2 separate regions of the Mus musculus genome follow, and region 1 is linked to region 2. Evidence: chromatin contacts called from public HiChIP or PLAC-seq data. All regions are on one chromosome and are shown on one strand. The core of a region is the stretch at or near the end of the contact, and the rest is flanking DNA. Distances in the headings are between cores, read along the strand shown. Region 1 has its middle 130 kb from the start of Gm14009. Region 2 overlaps Gm14009 (a long non-coding RNA gene).

What was found. HiChIP or PLAC-seq counts read pairs in DNA pulled down with a chosen protein or histone mark.
Region 1: an H3K4me3 HiChIP or PLAC-seq map of the SCID.adh cell line shows a contact between it and region 2, with 16 read pairs. The contact joins two enhancer-like sites. A contact is called at or near these places in 8 of 484 Hi-C or Micro-C datasets (B cells, the G1E-ER4 cell line, LSK cells and 5 more), 10 of 115 datasets of contacts at active chromatin or transcription factors (CD8 T cells, DN3 thymocytes, the HPC-7 cell line and 6 more) and 2 of 9 other capture datasets (bone marrow-derived macrophages and embryonic stem cells).

The regions. Positions count from the first base shown.
Region 1 is chr2:128,294,082-128,298,192 of GRCm38.p6, reverse strand. No RefSeq gene overlaps it. Among named protein-coding and RNA genes, the nearest start is that of Gm14009, 130 kb to the right of the region's middle. Within about 2 kb of position 2,277, at least 109 of the 459 cell types and tissues checked have an H3K27ac peak or open chromatin away from gene starts, as enhancers often do. A contact at or near this core is called in B cells, the G1E-ER4 cell line, the HPC-7 cell line and 3 more, where this site is marked.
Region 2 is chr2:128,202,782-128,207,453 of GRCm38.p6, reverse strand. It overlaps Gm14009 (a long non-coding RNA gene), which reads right to left. Exons shown (of 3, transcript XR_866719.1): 3 at 2,174-3,061. Among named protein-coding and RNA genes, the nearest start is that of Gm14009, 35 kb to the right of the region's middle. Within about 2 kb of position 3,238, at least 84 of the 459 cell types and tissues checked have an H3K27ac peak or open chromatin away from gene starts, as enhancers often do. A contact at or near this core is called in B cells, the G1E-ER4 cell line, the HPC-7 cell line and 3 more, where this site is marked.

The sequences.
Region 1 (4,111 bases), core at 1,028-3,527, 92 kb before region 2:
CAGGTAATCAGTTATAATTACATGAAGCCTTGTTGGACTATTAGAGCTCACAGAAAGCAATCTCTCTCTCTCTCTCGAAGGCAGAAGGAGCCCTTTGACCTCTAGAGACATTCCAAAAGGCTGAGGTACCACGTCCAAAGAATGTGACCTCAGGTATGTTTGTGGAGGAAATTCTGAGAGGAAGTAAAGTGGCACTCTGTGGGCACTTGCTGGAAAACCCACATCTGCCAACTGAGCTGAAATCTTACTCAGAGCTGGAACAAGACTGTTTCTGACTCCCTGCATCGCTTCCACCCATGAAAAGAAAACTCTGTTTTTCTTGTTTCTCTCGTCAGGCTGCCTGGAGATGGGAGAGAGAAACTTAATCAGTTGGGCCTGTTCTGTTAGACCAGATGATTCCCCTTTAGAAAGATCCCATTTTATAAGGTGCAGGAGGCCAGCACATTATGATGGTTGTCGGGAGATCCCAGTCGAAGGTGGGGAGCAGGGAATGAGGCTTCCACAAATCCACTGTGTGCAGGGGACCCCTCAGTAGGCAGCAATGCTCCAAGAGACTGGGAAAAGAGCAGTATGTCTGGATCGTGGACCCAGAGGCTAGGGAAACCAGACCGCCTTCTCAGTCAGCTGTATGCAATGGTGTTAAGCACAGCGCTGCTCAACCTTCCTAGTGCTGTGTCGCCTTAATACAGTTTCTCACATGGTGACCCTTAACCACAAAATATGTCCTACTTCATCACTGTTGTGAGTTGTAACGTAAATGTCTGTGTTTTCCAGGGATGACCTCTATAAAAAGGTCATTTGACCTCTATGGGGGCCGCAACCCACAGGTTGAGAACCATCTGTCCTACACATTAGGGTAGCACTGAAGCATCCCAGCGACAGAAAGAACAGTGTCTGGCTCTCATTGTCCAACATGAGAAATCACAACGTTCCTTTGGGGAATTCTTTTTCCTGGCAATAAATCCTCAGGGGGAAAAAATCCTGTGACAGAACCAGCCCCAGAGGAATGTCCATAGGTCAGAAGGAGGCCACCTAGCTTGGAAGGTTCTGGAAATTCTAGTTGGGCATTGGGAGGAGTCCAGGCAGCTGCGCTGATGCAAGGGGGCTCCAGAGAGGAAGGAGAACCTCGGGAGTTAGTCAGAGGACGTTGCTCAGAATGAGGGAGAGAGTGGGGGAGGCTACCAGTGGAGGCCAGGGACCGATGTCACTTCACTATCTGTAACTTCCTGTTTTGGAGAAAGAGCCTGAGCTTGCTTTGGGGGAGGGGAGCATGAAAGGTGAAGCCTGGAAGATTGGTGCTTGTGCTCTCACTGGAGGGCAAGAGGGGGTTTAAATGGTCAGAGCAGGGGCCTGGAGAGATGGCTCAGCGGTTAAGAGCACTGAATGCTCTTCCGAAGGTCCTGAGTTCAAATCCCAGCAACCACATGGTGGCTCACAACCATCCGTAATGAGATCTCACGCCCTCTTCTGGAGTGTCTGAAGACAGCTACAGTGTACTTACATATAATAAATAAATAAATCTTAAAAAAAAAAAAAAAAAATGGTCAGAGCAGGATGGGGTGACAGACCTGGGCAGACTAGAAGGAAAAACAATTGGTGATTCTGATTCATTCACCTCAATTGTCACAGAACAGAGCAAACACACATGTAATAAAATCATAAAAGTCTGTGGGAAGTAGAAGAAAGAAACTTCAGCAGATCAAAGCAGCTGATGGGTCAGATACTGGGGTCGGGCCTTTGAACCCCCCAAGGCTACACGAGGCTCCTACCTGGCTGAGATCTATGGCTCTTCTGTTCTCGGACTATTGACACAACAGCCTGGCTGCTCAGAGAAATGGGCTCTGAGGATCCTGGCATCCTTGAGGTAGCTCCAATTTCCTAGATGAGCGTGGGGAGAGTGGAGGGATCTGGGTCTCCTGAGAAGAATCGAAGGTGGAAACTGGAGATAAACACGGGGAGAGAGCTTGCTGTCTATGGCTCAATTGCTCTGCTGAACTGCCTCTTGGTTGAACTGCTGCACAGCCTGAAGGAAACCCTATTCCACCCAGGCTTCCCTCCAGAGCAAAATATCAGCCCTCCTCTGCCAGTGGAGTCCACTGGATAGCCAGGCCTGCTGTCCCCAGAGCCTCTGTCAAACCCGTGATCCTTCTCTTTCCCTGTGACCAACAGTATAGACTCCTGGAACTCAGAAGGACTCCACATGGCTAGAGTGTTCCCAGTGGAATCAGTAGTCTGTCACAGAAAAGGCAAAGATGACTCAGGAAGCAGACGTCTGAAGAGATGCCTGGCCTGACTCCATGGAGGTTTTAGAAAGACATTCACTCTTTCCATAGAGTGGAGAGCCTCACTGGTGCTATGCACATTAAACATCAGATGAACTCGCTCCATCTCAAGGGTATTCTGAGTACCCCTCCCCCAACCCTCACCAAGGGTCTTCCCTGCTTTTTGGTACCCTCTCCCAATCATATAGAATTTAAGGCAGATTATAAATTTAACTACTCTGCTAAGTTGCGATAAGTAATAAATTCATTTCTTTTTGTGTGTGTTTTAAAGCTTTGTAGAAAACAACAATGTCAACAACACTAACCCAAACATTGTAAGGCTGAGACACAAAGACATTGAGTTTGAAGGTAACCTGGGCTACATAATGAATTGTATATTCCAGACCAGCCTGGGCTACATGGCAAGCCCTGTCTCAAAAATAAACAAATAGATGAAAATCTATTTTTGCCCAAAATAACTGTTTACGGTAACTTCCATGAAATGCCCCAGGTCTGGGTTTTGCTGTTAGTGTCTCCAGCTGGGCACGATCTTTGATGTAATCAGTGACTCAGCTTACTCGAAATAAACCTGTTGTCAAAGATTCAAAATTTATCTCTTTGACACACACATGTCTTGTGACCCGCCTGTCCTTCTGCTCAAAGCACTGTCCCAATCCCTCTGACTCAACGGGGAAACCACAATCTACAAGAAGCCAGAGCGTTCCCACACCTGGGGTGGGCTGCGCGTCACCAGCAGGGCAGCAGATGTCATTGTGCCTGAGCAGGAAGCTCGGCAGGATGGCTTCTTTGCCACTCCTCTGTCCACAGGAAAGCATGGTGACGTGGTGGATTCGTGATTTGGTGGGGAGCACGGTGAGGTGTGACTTGCCATCCTCTCTAAATAGATTGTTCAACCCAGAAGCAGTTGTTTCTTGGGGGAGGCATAACTTGAGGTAGGTCTGGAGATGGCAATGGCTCTTGAGCTCTTGGCTAGCACCTGTGTCGTCCTGGGGCCACTGCTGACCCACCAAGACCCTCTACAACAGGTGCTGCATGTCATAGCTGAAGGCTGTCCCACTCACCCAGGTCCCCCACCAGTCACTCACAACCATGCAAAAAGGGAAGTCTTGGCCAAAACTCACTGTCGGTTTGGTGCCTGCTCTCAGAATGGCACTGTCTGAGAATAATGAGGTGCTCTGTGTAAAGAAAGGGGAGAGAGTCAGGGCTGCCTCCAAAGCCCTGTTCTAGACTCTGTTGCTGTGGTGGTTTGAGTGAGAAAGCCCCCCCCCCCCCGTGGGCTCACATATTTGAATCTTTGATACCCAGTTGGTGTGCCACTGGGGATGGGCCTCTCTCTTCTCTCTCTCTCTCTCTCTCTCTCTCTCTCTCTCTCTCTCTCTGTGTGTGTGTGTGTGTGTGTGTGTGTCCCCGTCCTTGCTGCCTGCAGACTGCAGATCAGGATGTAGCTTCCAGTTACCTCTCCAGCACCCCATCTGCTGTGTGCTGCCATGCTCCCTGCCACAATGATAAGCAATTCGTCCTCTGAAGCAGTAAGCAAGCCCCCAGTTAAAAGCTTTCTTCTATAAGTTGCCTTTGCCATGATAACAGTAACTAAGACAGGAACCTCCCATGCCAAGCTCGGCAGGTCAGGGCACATTTGCCCTTGGGGGCTTTTCACTGGAATTTAATCTTTAGGGACCTTTGCAGATTCTGAACATCTCATCTGTTCAGGAGCTCCACTATCTTTCCTGGTCTCTAAGCCTTGTTCCCTGTCCTGTCTGCCTCACCCCACCCCCGACCACCTCTACCTGCAGTTACTGTCCCAGGAATCCTTTTTGGGTAGTTACTGA
Region 2 (4,672 bases), core at 1,989-4,488:
GGTTAAGAGCACTGACTGCTCTTCTGAAGGTCCTGAGTTCAAATCCCAGCAACCACATGGTAGCTTACAATCATCCATAATGAGATCTGATGCCCTCTTCTGGTGTGTGTGAAGACAGTTATGGTGTACTTACATATAATAAATAAATAAATCTTTAGAAAAAAGAAAAAAATATGTGTTTGTGTGTGGAGGCTGAAGATGTTAGTCATGTTTGGGCCTTGTACCGAGTGTTTGCATGCTAATTACAAACAGAGCCTATGGAAATGGTAAAAGTGCCATCATTGTTCGTTGCTCCTGATAATATACTTGTATACTCTTCCATGGAGGACAGTTTATTATGATATGTCAGGAACTGCAGAAGGGCTAATGACCCTCTGTACAAGGAAACGAATCCAGAATGTAGAGGAAGGGCTCATTGGAGTGCTCAGTGTCCTTTTGATTGGCTGATATAGTGTTCAGGCATGGTTCATTATAAACATTATGATTATTGTTCATTTAGTGATCTGTACCAAAAGTGCACAATATTGTCCATGTATACTGATGGCCCCGTGAGTGAAGCAGCTTTCATAGAAAAGGGAGACCGTGTAAATGGGGTGCAGCTAAATCCTGCCCAGAGTCCTAGATATAAGAAGGGGAATTTTTCTTCCCATCCAAGCAGATGATGATTGCCTTTGGGTGTTGTTTGTTTGTTTGTTTGTTTTTTAAATGTAGCACAATCTGATATTACAATAAAATAGTTCTTGAAATTTGAGTGGTTCTAGGTAAAGATGAAAAGGATGGGTGATAATACACCTCTACAAAACTAGAGGGAGATGGGACTTTGGTCCCATCTTTGGTTTGGACAGAGCCAGGGTGGAGCTGGGCACAGAGCAAGAGGCCCTGGCTGCTCAGTATTTTCTCACACAGAAGGATCATGGAAAGAACAGCTATTCTACATTGGGAAACCATTGAGACCCTTACCGAGGCCTCCCTGGGAAGGCTCTGGCTCCAAAATGAGCAATGTCTGAATGAATTTGTCAGGGGACCACAAGACCATCTCTACCCACTCACCCCCCCTGCAGCTGCCTGCCACCAAGATGGTCATGACATCACGTCTAAAGAGGCACCAAGACCCTTGAAAGAAAAGACTCCAGGAGGGCATAACTCTGAGGACGTTGATGTTGAAGAAGGGCTTGTGGTTCTCCACTAGGTGGGAGGTTAGGACACAGCTTTGTCCTAGCCTGTCCTCAGAGCACAGGCTAGAGTTGAAAAACTCACTGGGGCAGGTATTTAGGGTATGTAAAGCATCTAGAAAAATCAGTGTTTAGTTCTGTATAGTAAGAACTGAACATTTGGGTGGATGGATGAAGTCGAGGCCTCCTACCAAGCATTTAGGGCAGCGATAGGATTCCTGTTGGATCTGGTATTATCCAGTCAGCACCCAACTAACCTAGAAACATTCATAATCACGGCTTTGGATACATTTACTATTGATGATGGATACATTTACTATTGATGAAATTGATGGCTGTACTGTCAGAGAGGAGCCCTGTGTGTACAAAGAGGCCTAAGCCAGAGTTCTGTTTTACAGTAGGCAGCCCATCACCTCTTGCACACAAATGTCCTCCTCCTTGGGGTTTTAATAATCTGTTAGGGCCAACAATATAAAATCAGGGACAACGGGTTTGTGTTGAGCACAATGGTGCTTCATGGGGCCAAGGGAGTAAAGTCAATATACTATGTGAGAAACAGTTCTGGATGCAAACCAGGTGGCAGGAAATATCATGTAAGGTTAAGTACAGAAAAGAAACTGTGGGGAAGCCAGTAGGCCCTCCCCGATGGCTGGGGAAGCCAGTAGGCCCTCCCCGATGGCTGGGGAAGCCAGTAGGCCCTCCCCGATGGCTGGGCCCTGCTCACATTTGCACTGAGGTGGATGAGCATGCACAGGGTTTATTTGTAAACGAGCAAAGAGGAACCTAAACCACTTTGATCACACACACCCATTTTAATCAGTTCCGTATATCTATTACTGGAAATTAAGATAAATACCTACAAACTGGGAAAATCGACTATCTAATTATTTACCTTCTAACCAGATTACCCCTAAATTCTACTTATATTTTCACATCCTTGTATTTCATCTCAGACGCTAGGCTTCTGAAGCTCATAGAGTATTTGAATTCACTCACTCTTCTTTGGGTCAAATTGGAACATAAAGATATAATGAAATCATTCACTTGCATTCAGACTTTACACATCCCATATAGATCAATGGGGACAAGTTTGGAAGACATATCGCAGCATCAGACAAATAGAAGAACGGAAATGCATTACAGATCTCACGCAGAGATTGGTCAAATGATTGCAGCAAATGAGTCGAAATATATCACAGAACTTGTACATAGACTAGTCAAAATGATTGCCAAAGAACTGAAATAAATCACAAAATACATGCATAGATTATTCAAAATGATCTCTGTACAGTTTCATCTCAAAAAAAAAAAAAAAGCTTTTACATCAGTATTATCAGCAGTAAAGGGCAATGTACAATTTCAGCCTAAATTGACTGTCCTACTTTCTCCCCAGGGCAGCATTCTCAGAAGGATCCATCTATGATCCAGGCAGAAAGAGCAGATGTATCTGAATGGTCCACTATCTTCTTCAAACTGATTTCCACAAAGACCAATAGCTCTATCCAATCCTTATAATCTGTTTCTCTTTGCTACAGAGTCATTCTGTACCAACAGTAATGTCTGGACCCTTCTCCTGGGAAAGGCACTTTGAACCTTCCCCATGGTTCTCCACATCTGTTCTCCACCCATTCTCCCTCCAGCGGTGGAGATGATGATGATGGTGGTGGTGGTGATGATGATGTCCTTTTCTGGTCAAGGAGAAGAAAGCTTCATAGCACTATGGTTGAAGGTCAGCTTTCCTAGGTCTTTTGCTAACATTTCTGTTTGTGGGGTTTCTGAATCATCGGAGGATACTTGTTTGAAGGATGTCTGAGGAGATCTTGGGTTCAAACTTGAGTCAAACACCGTTGATGCCCCCAAAAGTTAGCTCCAAACAGAATTGCTTAGTCCTGGGAAAAAATGAAAATCCAAGCTCCAACTGGCAAAGCAGAGAGGACCTGACAAGTGAGCGTTTTCGACATCGTAGAAGAGAAATTGGATGACTAAGAACAATCATCTTCCTGACAGATTATGATCTTGGTCAGCCTGGCTCTGCTGAGTCACTCTGCTAAATAGTTCCCCTCACGTGGCCCAGCTGCCACCTGTCCCCAGAGGCGCCAAAGGCCACCTGATCCCAACCACAACTTCAGCTCTCACTACTTGGGTTGTTCCTGCTGCTGTATTTGTTTTGTTCTTAGGTTAAAAGCATAATATGTATACAAAATTATGTACCAGGTAAACGTTCACAATTAGCTTCATGTCAAAATTAAAATTAGCATGATCATAAACTGTCTGGTTTAACCACACCTTCTTTTAAGCAACTATTTACTCTACTCTGTAGAGTGTTCCTTTGAAGAATGTTCAAGAAAAAAAGGGAAGTTGCAAAATAATAGGTAGCATTCTCTCTCTCTCTCTCTCTCTCTCTCTCTCTCTCTCTCTCTCTCTCTCTCTCTCTCTCTTCCCTACCCCTCTATGAGTAACTAACAAACCATCAAGCACTGTCTTCATGAGGCTACTCAGCTACTCATACAAGGAATCTTTTTTTTTTTTTTGAAGATTTATCTTCATGTTTACTTACGTGTCTGCATGTGGGTATGGGCATGTTAGTACAGGTGCCTGGGAGGCCAGGAGAAGGGTCAGACTCCGGGAGCTGGAGTTACAGGTGTTGTCGGGTACCTGACGTGTGTCAAGAACTCAGCTCATCTGGAAGAGCAGCAAATGCTCTTAGCCGCTCAGCCATCTCTCCCAGAGGAATACAATATTTATTTAATTTTTTTTCTTTTCTCTATTGAGCGATCATTTTATTGTCTGTTTATATTACTTTTGCAATCAAAATGTCAAATTTTACAGGTGAAGAGACACCAGGGCAGGGTAAGACTGGGGGATTTTTTTTCCAGTGATAAACCATCTCCCTAACTAAGTTATTCTCTCATTCATTGCAATTTATTCTCACTTCCTCCTTGGCTTGGGCTCACTCTGTAGATGAGGGAAGTGTTGAGCGTCTGCTCTGAACTGAGGAGGGGACTGTGTGTACGATTTCACCTGTCACTGTGAAAATGTCCAAATATAAAAACCCAGCAAGAAAGCATGGCATTCTTAGCATGAGCACCCATAACTGTCCACTTTCTGCCCAAAGCCCCCACATTCTTGCCCCTGCTTGGTAGCTACAGCCTAGATGGAGCACTTGCCTTGATTGATGTGAGACCTACTCCTCCCCCCCCCCCACGCACTGTGGGTGGCCGTTTTTTCAGGGAGCAGTCCAGATAAAAAATGGAGGGAAGACTGTCTGCCTTCTCCTGTCTCGACCTCCCCCGCCCCCGGCCTCCCCCCCCCCCCCCCCCCCCCCCCCCCCCGCCTTGCCTCTGCACTCATTTGCTCCTGTGCCGCTGCCCCTGGTCATTCCTTTGCCTACAATAGAACCAAGCTTTCAACTAGAAAGCAGCAGCTCTCCAGGAACCTTCTGAAGCATCCAGCCTTGTGGACTGAACAACTACCACGGTTTTACGCCTATAAATAACTTT